Linked DNA regions of Mus musculus: region 2 is linked to region 1. The links are chromatin contacts, called in public Hi-C maps. All regions are on one chromosome and are shown on one strand. The core of a region is the stretch at or near the end of the contact, and the rest is flanking DNA. Distances in the headings are between cores, read along the strand shown. Region 1 has its middle 8.6 kb from the start of Atp5mpl. Region 2 overlaps Tdrd9 (tudor domain containing 9).

Evidence for each region. A called contact is a pair of places that touch in the nucleus more often than the background predicts.
Region 2: a contact with region 1 is called in a Hi-C map of rod photoreceptor, with 2.3 times the contacts expected there. The contact joins two enhancer-like sites. A contact is called at or near these places in 3 of 39 promoter capture datasets (hippocampal neurons, liver and pre-B cells), 3 of 15 datasets of contacts at CTCF or cohesin (the G1E-ER4 cell line, large pre-B cells and pro-B cells), 24 of 484 Hi-C or Micro-C datasets (the 63-12 cell line, the C2C12 cell line, the G1E-ER4 cell line and 15 more), 10 of 115 datasets of contacts at active chromatin or transcription factors (the 230-238 cell line, the SCID.adh cell line, cardiomyocytes and 6 more) and 3 of 9 other capture datasets (adipose tissue, embryonic stem cells and pancreatic islet).

Annotation. Positions count from the first base shown.
Region 1 is chr12:111,957,051-111,959,750 of GRCm38.p6, forward strand. No RefSeq gene overlaps it. Among named protein-coding and RNA genes, the nearest start is that of Atp5mpl, 8.6 kb to the right of the region's middle. Within about 2 kb of position 1,286, at least 47 of the 459 cell types and tissues checked have an H3K27ac peak or open chromatin away from gene starts, as enhancers often do. A contact at or near this core is called in rod photoreceptor, where this site is marked.
Region 2 is chr12:112,000,004-112,002,829 of GRCm38.p6, forward strand. It overlaps Tdrd9 (tudor domain containing 9), which reads left to right. Exons shown (of 36, transcript NM_029056.1): 8 at 1,721-1,821. Among named protein-coding and RNA genes, the nearest start is that of Gm46381, 14 kb to the right of the region's middle. Within about 2 kb of position 1,343, at least 2 of the 459 cell types and tissues checked have an H3K27ac peak or open chromatin away from gene starts, as enhancers often do. A contact at or near this core is called in rod photoreceptor, where this site is marked.

The sequences.
Region 1 (2,700 bases), core at 36-2,535:
GTCCTTTCAATCTATGTGTCCAGTCACTGAGGTCTAAAGCCAGGCCTTGGGCAGGCCAAGCCACACCTTAGTCCTTGTCCCTATAATGTCTGTAAAACCCGTATTGACATCTGCCCATTCTGTCTTCTCTATCTGTCAGTCAGGCTGGGGGTTTCCTCCTTTATTGATCTTCTCAAGGAACTGGCATTTATGTCCATCGATTTTGGTCCATTGATCTTCTGACTTCCATCTCACTGGAATAGGTTAGTATCTTTTGCTTTCTTGGTTATACTTTTTATGGGTACACTGTAGCTGTTTTCAGACACACCAGAAGAGGGCATCTCATTACAGATGGTTGTGAGCCACCATGCGGTTGCTGGGAATTGAACTCAGAACCTCTGGAGGAGCAGTCAGTGCTCTTAACCACTGAGCCATCCCTCAGCCCACTTTCTACAGATCTGCCTACCCTACTGTGCTGAGATGAAAGGTATGCGCCACTATGCTTGGCTCTACAGTTTTGTTTAATTTTCAATTTGCCTGCACAGTTTCTATGTGCTTCAGTCTCTAGCCCACCTGGTGGTTGTTTGACTTTATTCTCCCTCACTCAGTGGGTTAATCAACAGTGTCCTGGAGTTCAATTCTCTGAGGCCTGTTGTCTCTAGACTTCTTAGCCCTGGAGTACAAATTAAATCAAGTTTCTGCCCTGGCAGCAGTAGGGACCATAGTTCTGAACCTGTGCTGCTACACTGAGTCAGATACATGGTGTGGCCTGTGGAGTGGGAAGCCCCAGCCTCATTTCCTTGTCACAGGCTTTGTATGTGCTCACTAACAACACTGTTCTGTCTTGTCAAGAGCTAGGAAATGTACTGATAGGAAGTGAGATCGTTGCTCAGGCTGGCCCAACCTGTGCCCTCCTTGCTAGGTCTCTCAAGTTGGTTGGGGCTATAGAAGCACATCACACTTGGCTCTGAATCTACTTAACTGCCATGCCCACCCATTCAGTGACACTTATCAGAATGCCAGAATACAGGGGCTGAGAAACAGCTCATAAGCATGCTTACTGCTCTTTGAGAGGACCCGGATTGGTTTCAGTACCTATACTGTGTAGCTCCTGGCTCTAGTCCCATGCCCTCTTCTGGCCTCTGTGTGCACATGAGCACGCATGATACACACTCAAACATACATACACGCATAAAACAGCAAAATCGTGATCCTTCTCTTACTGTTCCTTAGTGCCACGGGCACAGTTGTCACCTATGCTCTCCGCCCTCAAGGCCACTATGGTAACCAGTTTGGCCACATTCTGGCTCCACCTACAGGCCACTCTTGGTAGAAGACTTGCAGCTACTGAAACCCTGGTGGATTCTGTATTCTCTCCACTGTGCAAATGCAAGTGGGGTCTGCACAGGCACATTGAGGATTTTCTTTTGTTGTTGTTAATGGTTTTAAGAAACATGCTCTCACTGAGTAAACAAGGCTGGCTTCCACTCATAATTGCCTTGCTGCTGCTGAGATTAGAGGCCTGTGTCCCTGCTCCCAGTGAGCTACAGACAGCCCCACATAGACTTGCTCTCACTTCTCTAACTGAAGGACCACTTAGTAGTAAACGGGGGGAGGGGGTGGGGGGAGAGCAGCTGCCAGCCTGTGTGTGGGGCAATTCCAAGGCAGATGTAACCAGCTTCCTCTCTAGATGGGCCCAGGCTCCCTGAATCCTTCCTGGCCTGGCACGTGATAACCAACTGCACTAAGCCATATGTACAGCAGATGGCTGCTATCCATGAACGGAGGCAACTGTCAACAGCCTGTTTTCAGTGTGACTGGCCTTTTCTAAGACCCAGTTTCGAGCACCACACACATCTGGGGGTAACTTTGAAATATTAATTTGTCAAGCTCTTCCCCAGACCTGTGGAAAGTCACACACAGGAGCCTAAATCCACATTAATGGCCTTTAGTTGATTCCAGTATGTGGGAAGCCACATGTGCCGTTGCAGAGTGGCACTGACTACTGCTGGCCACCACGCATAAGTTTGGACAAACAACCAATGTGTACATATGCAGTAAAGTTTTTTGCAAAGACACTGCCTGGCCCGGGCATGATAATGAGGCTTTGGGAGTATAACCAATCAGATGTGAGACATGCAAATGAGGTATGATAATGAGGCTCTGTGAGGTACAGAGAGAGAGTAGCCAATCAGACGAGGAACATGCAAATGAGGCTTAGTGCATAACCAATCCGGGTGTGAGACACGCCTCTCCTAGGCCTATATAAGCAGTACCAGTTCTGGGCTCAGGGGTCTCTTCGCCTCTGCAATCAAGCTCTCCCAATAAACGTGTGCAGAAGGATCCTGTTGCAGCGTCGTTACTGCTGGCCAGTCCGGCAAGCGCAAGACCAGTACAGGCTGAGAAGAGCTGGTGCAAACCACCAATTCTGTTCTTTATTGTTGCTTTGAGTCAGGTGATGACCACGAAACTCTGGCTGGCTTGAAATTCAGTAAGGTAGAACTTAAACTCAGGAGATCTGCTTCCAGGGCAGCGCTGGATAGTTGTCAGCTCGTCTGGGAGGGGTAAACCATAACTGAAAAGGCCTGTTTTCTAATGAGTGACTGATGGGGGAGGGCCAGCTTGCCTCGGGTGGCGAAGCCTCCCCTCAGCTGGTGGTTCTGGGTGCTTTAAGCAAGCAGGCTGGGGGCCAGGTGTGGCAGGGCAAGTCTTGATCTCAGC
Region 2 (2,826 bases), core at 93-2,592, 43 kb after region 1:
GTTTCTCTAGTTCCCAGGTCTCTTGTCTCTTCTAGTGTGACTCTACTGACCCCACTTAGCACAGCCTGTATTTACCAGGCTCCTTCGTTCCTGTCACCATGTAGCAAGGTGGGCCTTAGGTGTACTTGGCTTCTGAGGGAGCTGACACTGTCACTGTCATCGTCTTTAGTCCCCAGTGCTCTCCTGGTTTTGCTGATGCCAACTTTAGGTGTCCTTGCATGGCCCCGGCAGGAGCCTCCTATGTCTTTGTGCTCGGCTTGTTTTCCTTCTCTAGAATGTCTTTAGACAAGTGTAGTGTGCGCTCTAGGGGTTGTGCAGAGAATGTTGGTGATGCCCAACCCAGACACATAAGTGTGGTGTCCCATCCTCGGTACAGTCTCTCACACTAGTGCATTTCGTCTGAGGCAGAATCTTATGTAGCCGGGCTAGCCTCAGTCTTGCTGTGTAGGCAAGGATAACCTTGAACCCCTGCTCCTTCTGCCTCTGCTTTCCCAAGTGCTGGCACAAGTGTATGCCGCTGTGCCCAGCTCACAGCAGTCTTTCTGCACTCCATTAGGTCCCCTTAACTCAGATGCCCAGCTGTCCTGCCACCGATTGGTCCCTACCATTGGATGTGTACCCATTCTCTTGATGCATGTATTTTCCTAAGAACTTGTTCCTTGTTTTCTGGAACTCCCTGGCCAGACTTGACATGTCATTTTGGTGGCATGTGTAGGGATCAGAGCTTCCTCCTTGGGCATGGATGTGGCAGAAGGACTGCCCCAGGTGACTGGTGCTTCCCTCACACTCGGGCTTTGTGGCAGTACGCTTGTGCAGTCACTTGACTCAGAGTACAGGGGATGTGGGCCTCTGCCTTCCTTTAGACATCACAGACAGACGGGCCACAGCCGACTGTGACCTAGTCACCTGTCAGAGTTGTGTTAGAAAGCATAACTAGGGGCCGAGTGACAGCTCAGGTGCTAATGTGTTCCTCTCACTATGTGAGAACCTGAGCTGGCTCGACGGGCACGGTTGTTTACTGTCATAATCCTCAGCACTGGGGAACTGGAGACAGCCAGGTCCCTAGGGATTCTTGGCCAGACACCCACAAGAACAGTGTCGAGGGCTTGAGTTCTAGACCTCAGCAGAGTTACTGTGACTCAGCCGAATCCTTTCCCACATGGCCTGTCTGTAGCAGACTTCTGAGTGGGGTTGGTGGGGGTTGTGGAGCACATAGCTTTTCCTCATTTCTGTCTTTGAGTAATTGCGTTACAGAATATCAATCCCTGTTAGGATAGAGTAGGAGATAAAGAGAATACCAGAGATGACTGGATTAAACGCGCTACTGCCCTCTGCTGGTAGTTCCTGAGTGTAGCTGTTGGGATGTCGGTGCTTTTAGAGGCAGGGATTTGATATCCGAGTTCCCTAGGCCTCTAATGCAGTTTGTCCAGTGCCTTAAAAGTAGTCTCTGCTTGAACTCTCAGGTTCCATCCACGTTGCCATTGACTTCAACATCAGCATCTCAGGGATCCCAGGCAGCGAACACTGCCACCAAGTGTTCAAGAGTGGCTGTGAACGGAATTATTATTATTAGTAGTAGTAGTAGTGTATCATCATCACCATCATCACCATCATCACTTAGGGTCTCTTAGAATGATGGCTGAAGGTGTGAGCGCAGGTCTTACCCCGCCCACACTTGTCTGCAACTCTATTTAATTGTCCTGTTCCTTTATTTTTTCAGCTTCCCTACCGTCTGGAGGAGCCAGTGATAACAAAGGATGTCTATGAAGTTGCTGTCTCTCTCATTCAGATGTTCGATGACCTGGACATGAAAGAGAGCGGGTAAGAGTCCCTCCAGCTACAACTCCATTTGTGTAACTTAAACACTGGTTCCTCATTCGAGATGGCAGAGTGTGTTTGCATATTAAGCTGTAGACATTTGGGCTTGAGCTGTAGTCTTCCTGCCTTCAGGTTTCAGGGTTTCAGCTATGTGCTGCCTGCCACTCAAAGCTGTGAACACCTTTGCAGCAGTCACGGCCACTCTGCAAACTTCTGCTAACGGAAGGCAAAGACTGTTGTTTAAGTTAGATTGGGCCAGAAGTGGGATGTAGTCACACGGACTCACACAGACACAGGAGTCACACGGCTTTCTCTGCTTGCTTTTGTTCTCTTGGGGCTATTTTTGGACATACCATAGGCAATTTAGATGTTTGTTCTTTTAGCTTTTTTTTTTTTAATTTGCGATTTTTCCCCCTTTTAGGATAGTTTAGGTTCTAAGTGCTGGTTTGCCTGTCATAAATAGTATTTATTATTTTAGAAACAAATACTGGCGATGTGTATTCTCCTTCGTTAGTAACCAAAGCTAGATGGCTGGGGTAACATTTTTCTTGTAGACCTTGGGATACCCCTGAATTAATCCTTGTCACATCTGGACTTCTTACCTTGGTTCCCAAATTCTGCCCTCCAAAGACTCTGTTGGTAAATGTTCTCAGCTTTTATTTGGGTAAAAAGTTATTTTATTTCAGTTTCATCCTTTGTTTAAAAAATCTAAATCTAAATCAACAGATGGGGAGATTTGGTAAAGTACTTGCTTTGTAGGACCTGAGTTTGATCCCCAGAAATTACAGGAAAAAAGCCAGGCGTGACAGTGTGTGCTTGTCATTCCACTGGGAAGGTGTAGGCAGGTGGTCCTTGTGTCAGACTGGCCTGGCTGGTGAGAATCAGGCCAGTGAGAGGCCCTGGCTGGAAGAAAGTGGGCAGAGCTCTTGAGGATGAAACCCAAAGCTGGCACTCACACTTTTCTGTCTCATTTTCTCCCACCATCCCGCCTTCCCTTCCTCCCTCCTT